Linked DNA regions of Mus musculus: region 2 is linked to region 1. Evidence: chromatin contacts called from public HiChIP or PLAC-seq data. All regions are on one chromosome and are shown on one strand. Each heading gives the region's core, a stretch centred on a gene start, on an enhancer-like site or on the middle of the called end of the contact. The rest is flanking DNA. Distances are from core to core; before and after follow the strand shown. Region 1 has its middle 32 kb from the start of Olfr827. Region 2 holds the start of Neurod4 (neurogenic differentiation 4).

The links. HiChIP or PLAC-seq counts read pairs in DNA pulled down with a chosen protein or histone mark.
Region 2: a contact with region 1 is called in an H3K27ac HiChIP or PLAC-seq map of extraembryonic endoderm stem cells, with 2.6 times the contacts expected there. The contact joins the promoter of Neurod4 here to the enhancer-like site in region 1. A contact is called at or near these places in 17 of 39 promoter capture datasets (the 3T3-L1 cell line, 3T3-L1-derived adipocytes, the C10 cell line and 12 more), 2 of 15 datasets of contacts at CTCF or cohesin (CD8 T cells and large pre-B cells), 99 of 484 Hi-C or Micro-C datasets (the 63-12 cell line, the AML12 cell line, B cells and 62 more), 16 of 115 datasets of contacts at active chromatin or transcription factors (a beta-TC-6 cell line, bone marrow-derived dendritic cells, cardiomyocytes and 8 more) and 3 of 9 other capture datasets (adipose tissue, embryonic stem cells and liver).

What each region holds. Positions count from the first base shown.
Region 1 is chr10:130,241,115-130,244,966 of GRCm38.p6, forward strand. No RefSeq gene overlaps it. Among named protein-coding and RNA genes, the nearest start is that of Olfr827, 32 kb to the left of the region's middle. Within about 2 kb of position 1,742, at least 1 of the 459 cell types and tissues checked has an H3K27ac peak or open chromatin away from gene starts, as enhancers often do. A contact at or near this core is called in extraembryonic endoderm stem cells, where this site is marked.
Region 2 is chr10:130,278,449-130,282,300 of GRCm38.p6, forward strand. It overlaps Neurod4 (neurogenic differentiation 4), which reads right to left and starts at 1,806. Exons shown (of 2, transcript NM_007501.5): 1 at 1,709-1,806.

The DNA of each region.
Region 1 (3,852 bases), core at 492-2,991:
GTAGTTTCTCCCAATGTATCCCAATGTTTATTATTTCAAGATTTTTTAATCAGAGAAAAACATGCTTCTATATTTTTTAAGCCATAATTGTGAGAGGTTTTTTTTTTTTTGGTTTTAAAATTCTTTGCTAAGTAGTCAGACAAGTTTATCAATACTATATAAGTATACAAGTATTTTTATAGATGTTATTTCAGTAACACGTAGGCACAGGGATATGTCTAGTCCACACAAGCTATACAGATCTTAATGAGATATCTAAATTTTAGCCACAAAGATCAAAAGCTTCCAGAAATCAGAGGACTTTTATCAATTTACTTCTAATTTAATAAGAAGAAAAGTGAATTATTATTTTGAGGTGTCTCTGTATTGTACTTACTTTCATATTTAATAGTGTTAGGGTTCAAATGTGGAGTGGCTCCCACAGGCTCATGTGATTGAGCACCTTGTGGTGTTCATTAGGAAGGCTGTTGATGCTCATTAGGCTTGTGATGTTCATTAGGAAGGCTTTTGAACTGTTAGGAGGTAGGTCATGGCTACCAGAGGTGATTCCTGGGTTTATGAGTTATAGTAGAATCTTGCCTGTAGTTACTTAATCCTCCTGCCATGAGCTGCACCCCATCATCCCAACCATGACTCACTACAACAATCCATGGAAACTATGAATTAAAATAAACCTGTCATCTCTCTTTTTTTTCTCTTAAGTATTTTGTCCTGGTAATGAGAAAAGTAATAGGTGAGGACTGCCCTGCTCCATCACTTTCACTTTTATGTTATCACTTCTAAAACTGTTTTCTGTTTGTTATATTTTGATGGGAGTTTTATAAAGTGTGTTTTGTTCATATTTACCCCCCTTGCCAGCTCATCCCAGGTCTCTTCCCTCTGCTATTTCCTAACATACTCAACTTTGTGCTGTTTTTGAAGGAAATGAAACCTTCTCAAGCCTAATTCATGCTGCTGAGATATTCTTGGATGTACGGCCTTCCATACAAGTGTGGTCAACTTTCCAGGGACTATACTCTTTGAGAAAACTGTCTCTCGTTTTTCTACTACCTAATAATTGTTAATAATTCCATAGCTTGGGGTGAGGTTTTACATATATCTCCATGCTAGCTATTTATTTATTATGTTTTGTTCTGGCTTGAACTTGTACAGGTCTTGTTGCTGCTATTGCAGCCATTATGTATTCATATATGCAGCTGCCCTGCTATGTTCAAAAGACACTGTTTTCTTGTAGTCATCCACCACCTCTGGCTCTTACACTCTTTCGGTCTTCTCTTTCTTCATTGATTCCTGAGCCTTCATAATTCTCAGCTCTATTTAAGACTGAGAATTCTGAAGTCTCTTGTTCTGTACACCTTGGCCAGTTGTGTATCTCTGTGTTAATCACCATCTACTGAATATAGAGGTTTCTATGATGAAAGTTGAGAGCTGCATTGATCTATAAGCATAACCATGTCATTATGGGTCAGTTTAATGTTATGTCTATTTAGCCAGTATAATAGTTGTTTCTTGTAGAGGAATTTTAATCCAACAACATAGTTACTCTGGCAAGGGATCACATCCAAAAATCTGAGTCTGTGTAATCTGGTTGGAATGCAGACATACCCTTAGTACACACATTTAATCCCAAGCAATATTATCTAACTGAGGGGCAGATAAAGTGATAAATCAGAGAAAGATTTGACAAAATGAGTCAGAGATAGGATATGCCCAACCCTCTCAAGAGCAGACAGGAAAGAGAGGCTATTTAAGGAAAGAGGTGGAGTTGAGTTCAGTGGAGTTCCATTTAGCAGTCAGTGAAATTCAGCTTGTGGAGTTCAGAGGCAGTTTTTCCAATTAGAGCCATTCAGTCAGATGCTAAGAAAAGTCAATTTGAATCAGTCAGATGCTAAGAAAAGTCAATTTGAATCAGTCAGCTTGAAGAGGGGTTTGATCCAGGACAGCTGAGTTGAATGAAGCCATCCAGAGTTGAGAAAGAGCTAGAAAGAGTGAGTTTATTCAGCAGTAAGTCTTGTAGGCTGAAACATTCTAGGACTAGGTTAGAAGACAAAGCAAAGAAGCTGAAGCCTTCAAGATCCAGGCTTACAAAAGACTAGATTGTATGAAGGCTAGAAGCTTCCAGGCCTAGGTGTAGGGAAAGTTAGATTAAAAGACTCTGGGTTCAGCCCAAGCCATGTATTCAGAAAGCCTGGGTATGGATCTCATCTCATCCCATCCTCTGAGGAAATTAAAAAAAAAAATCTACATTTCTCTTCCTGTGACTACTCTGGTCTTGGGTTGCATGGTATTCTTTTTTCCACAAACATGTGGCCTCTTTAATTCCTAGAAACTACCTTTATTCTTTTATCCAATTATATGACTCTTCCCTATTCCTTTTTTATTCCACTAGCAATGAGTTTCCTTACCTTTACTCTATTCTTCTTCAAAATATTGTTGAATTACTAAACTCAGTTTGTATTATCAGGAAAAAGATTAAGTTCTTGTCAAAAACACACATACCTTGCTCACCATAACTTTTGTCTTAATTTGTTTTTTGAGTTGAAGAAGAAACTGTGGAAGAATGCTTAGTGCATGACTGGCTTTGGCTTGTTTAGGTACCTTTTCTGTTCAGCCTAAGCCCACCTGTTTAGGGCTAATAACACAGTGAACATGGCTCTCCTGCATCAATCATTAATCAAGAAAATATGCCACAGACAGGCTTACAGGCCAATCAGATGAAGCCAACTCCTCAATTGATGTTCCCTCTTCTTAAGTGACTCTAGTTAGTGTCAAGTTGACAAAAACTAATCAATGTAACTAGTAAAAACCAGATCTTTGCAAACTCCCTTACACTTCATATAAGAGTACATGTACAGTACTAATGCTTGTTAGCATTTGGGAATAATGAACTCTCAGAAAACCATTCATACATATTTCATTTCCTTTTATCTGAAAGTAACATTTTCACCTAATAACTTTAAGGGAAACCATCACAGGTATTAAGACAAAGAAAGAGAAAATGAGATGGAGAAAGAATTTAGTAGGGACACAAGAGTGGTTATTGGCAAATTTGGCATTTTTCATGTTTTATTAAACAGTCTTAGTATAAAAAAATTCATTCTGTGTCTATATATAACTCCAAGGGAAGGTTAAATGTGCCCCAATACTATGTCTCCTAAGTCAACTAAAGGGTCACAGAGTTGCTTTCAGGCCAAAGGATGCAAAGGAAAGGACAGAGATGCCTGCTGGACATCCCCTCAGAGGCAGATGCCATTTCCTCTGGAAGTATAGCACATTTGCTGGCAAATAAAAACTCCCTCTAGGGCAAGCTAGGGAAGACAATAAAGACACGTCATCACCCACCATCTGTCATGAAAACAAACACCAGCTGACAGGGAAGGCAACTCAAATCCTACTCCCACCCCCACAGTAACGTCATGCCTGACCTCCTGAAAGGCTGACAAGGAGTGAGGGGAGAGGCAAGGGATTATCCACAGGGGACTATGGAGATCAAGTTTAGGGTCAACCTGCCCAGATTGCTGCATTTCTCTCATCATGACCTAAGAAGCATCAGATTTTCACTGTGAGTTAGAGGGGCAAGCCATATCAGGTAAGTAGAAGTTAAAGTAAAAGAACCCAGAAAAACAAAAACCGTTAGAGGTGACCAAACAACCCGTTGTGTCTTGATGTCTAAGTCCCCAGAGAGACAAAAGGATATGAGAAAACCATCCTTGGAGTACAGGCAACAGAAACAATTGAACACTGTCAAGGCAAAAACTAGACAAAGCCAAATGTAATGTCCCAGAGTCAAGGTGGTTTATTAGAGAAAGAAGGCATTCAGAACTGACCCTCAGAGGAAAGATTTGGCTTATC
Region 2 (3,852 bases), core at 556-3,055, 37 kb after region 1:
GATATTAAAGGCTATGGTTCTGCTTCATAGAACATAGAGATAAAACCATTGTAGCTAAAAAGTATTAATAAATACTAGCTTTTGAATATGGAATTATACTACCCCCAATATGTGCAAACTCATTCTGATCTTATAAAGTCCATTCTAGTCTTTGACATTAGTATTTGGATTTCCACATTTCCTTCAATAAGATCTCAGTTTTGAGTTATTTTCTCTATTTAAAATATTATTCTCATTTTTTCCACTTTAAAATCTGTTTTGAACAGGTATTTGTCATAGACACTAACTACATAGTATCATAGCCATTGTATGTTTCTACTATTTGGAGAATTACTGCATGGAATTCTTCCTATACCTTTACCTTCATTCATTCTGGAAAAGTTTCAGTTGGAAAGTGAGTGAAAAGTATTTACACATGTATTTGTGGTAGACTGTCCAGTGTTTTTCCCCTCATAAGCTGATGTTACTTGATTACCTCTTGCTGCTATGGCTCTAAACACAACAGAAAACGGTTATACAGGCTAATGTTTAGAGAAGTTAAGAAACACATAAATGAAATATTTGCTCAGAACCTACAACAAAAACAAAAACAAACACAAAAACAAAAAAAGAAACATAAACCAAGGAGTTCACATGTGGCATTGTATGGGAACAGTGAGTAGAATAGTAACTCTTTCATAGCCAAGCTTTTACATCTACAGCTACAATTTTCTATTGATTAGTAACTATCTGCATGCCCCACACATATACACAGAGGGAGAGAGAGAGAGAGAGGGAGAGAGAGAGAGAGAGAAGGAGAGAGAGAGAGAGAGAGCAAGGCCATACTGTACTTCATTCAGTTGCACAGCCTCAGGTCGTAATAGTGAACTTCATTAGCAGAAGTTAAACAAGTATCTGATTTTCTCCCCATGTTCTTTACTATGTTAGAAACTAAGGGGGGATCATTTGCATTTGTTAATATTTCTTGAATATATTTTGTGGGAAAGTGATGAGTATATGGCAAAAGAGAAAAGATACATTTGGACAATCATTTTGTCTAATTTACAATCTTAAACAGCTGGGGGAAATACACTTTCTATCTCCAAACCATTGAAGAACTTTTGGCTAAGCAAATGGAGACAGTGAGGAGAATCTTCACCTGTGACCTCCCAAGATCTCCCTCTCCTTATTTAATTTCCATTTCTATTCCTCTCCCTCCACTGTTTGCCCAGACCGTCGGCTTTGTGAACAAAGCACTCAAATGTACCAATTTCTTCCAACTTGCTTGCTAAGCCACTTTGGGAAAACAGCTAAACTTTTGCAGCTTTTAGGATTAGCAAGATGGAAAGTTGGGCTTCACAATGACAGAGGAGTCACCAGCAAAGTCTTCTCTTCTACATCTGTGGGAACTTCACACAGAAACTTTAGTACCCACACCCCGTTCACAGGCTCACCTCTGGAAGTCCAGTTCCAAGATTAAACTCTAATCTGTGTCCTGAAGAACTATCAGAGCAGTCAGTTCTACCCTGACCTGACCAGGCAGATCGTGGGAAACAGAAGACCCTTTCAGTCGTCCATGTTAAACTGGTAGCTACCTTCTAGTGACTGTTCCTGGTCTGAGTACCTTGGCTGTTACTTATTCTACTTTTTCCTGGAGTTCTGATGCACTACCAGGATGCCTTCATGTCAGTGCCTCCACCACAGCTGGTTTTCTATGTCTTTTCAGTACCTCTTTCCCGGGGTCAGCTCCCGCGAGTAGTTCTTTCAGTACCACAGTCTCTGGGCAGCTCCTGTGATCTGACTGGAGCTTCTGACTTGCCGCCGTTTTGCTGGTTTTGGCTGCTGACCAGGGCGGGAGATGTTGCCCACAGGGTAGCCCCTCCCCTTCCTAGCCTAAAGACACACCTCCTTCACAAGGCTTCTCTGACCAGGTCCAGCTTTGCCACTGCGTGTTTGTTTTTGTTTAAACCAGGAAGGAACTAGAGGGTGTGGGCTGCTGAAGTTGATGGGTGAAAACTAAGGGAACTGAAAAGACTTGTGATTAGAAAGGTACAAGGCAGGGTAGAGCAGGCAAAACAGGAGGGGGGTCAGAAAACTGGAGACACACTTGGAAAGAAAGCTAAAAAGGTACATGAGATTGGTGGCCCATGCTTAAAATGAATCAAAACCTGAGAAAACTACACAGCAAGGACGTAGTATTAGTGACTCTACTACCCTACATGGGGAGATTATTGGTTTGATTGGTTGGTTGTTGTTTTTTCAGATTTTGGTTTTGTGTCTTGGACAGATTATTTTTGCTGTGTGTGTGTGTGTGTGTGTGTGTGTGTGTGTGTGTGTGTGTGTGTGTTTGTGTGTGTGTGTGTATTTCTAACATTTGAACCTAGCCTTGCATATGCTAAACAAGCACTTTACCACTAAGCTACATTCCCAGCCTTTTTCTTAGAGTTTTAAGTGTAAACTAAGGAAGTCTCAGTCTCCCTTTGCAACATAACAAATATATTTCTGTTTTAACCATATTTGCTGTATTGGCCTGTTGTGTATTGTTCGTGTGACATTTATGAACACAAAAGCAAATGTATAAACCCTTGGAGCTCTGGCTCTAAAAGATAGTTTTATTACCACTATAATTAAAGACTATCTTAGGTTTTAAATAGTTAATTTTTTGAACTCTAACATAGGTATTTTGTGATTCTTCGTCTTCATAGAAAACTAAATTTAAAAAATAATTTTTCTGGTTTTTACAAGTAACTATTAATTTTCAGCAAATCTTTAAAGCCTCACTAATCTTTTTGTTCCTTATCCAGGAACTATTGCTCAGCAAAATAAACTTCACTTAAGCAATGCATAATAGACATGGTAATTTCTGGAAACATATCAGAATTTATTCCTCAGCCAGAGGGAGGGTACAAATAGGACAGTTTGCCCCTAAATAAAGCATCTTAATAATTTCTAAATGTATGCTTATTAGATGGGTCACTCCCCCGAATTCTGTCTTCAAAGCCATATACATGGATACTAAAAAGTTGTTGTTGTTGTTGTTGTTGTTGTTGTTGTTGTTGTTGTTGTTGTTGTTTTGGAAGTGGCACCATGCCTGTGAGATTTACTGTAGGAGGAAAGGAATGGACCATTAGTAGAAAGATGAACATATTGAGACAAAGGTGAGGGTAGAGATGGAACATTGTGCCCAGATACCTCTGACAGATGTAAGGAATTGAACATAAGAGGATTAACTTTCAAAATACATTCAATTGTGTGGGTGCACACACATGGTGTGTGTGTGTGTACTTGTAGTGGCAGAGGGAGTTTTTCTTTAAGAACTGGTTTTCGGTTTTTGAGTTGTTTGCTGGGGGTTTTTTTGTTTGTTTGTTTTTTGTTTTTTGTTTTTGTTTTTTTTCAGAAAAGTGGGTGGAATGCATTCATCAGGGTTTCTGTCAAAACCCCTTGACAGTTGTGGGGTTGGCTGTTGAATTCTGAGAGAGCAGGAAGGGCAGAAAGGCTGTGCAATCAGCAAAAGGAGGGAGTGATGACTGCCGTAGGAAAAGAGAATTAAGGTCATTTGCATTCATTCTCCTCCCCCACATAGTTCCTGGGCCAGAGGGCCAGTCCACAGCCCTTCCCTCTTTCTCTATTGCTTTTTTGTAAAGATCTGAGGTAACCTGTTAGAACCATCTGCTGAGTGGAGAAAAGGAGACCAGACCAGCACTCAGTTGCTGGCCCACTGGCCTGACACTAGGAGCCATTGAAGCAGAGAAAAGGAAGGCAACAGGCAGATTTATGAGCAGCAATCTGTTACACCCCACCCCACCCCTCAGGCTCCTCTGCTAGGAGACAGCCTGATAATCCATCAACCCCACTAATGAATTAATTAGTATT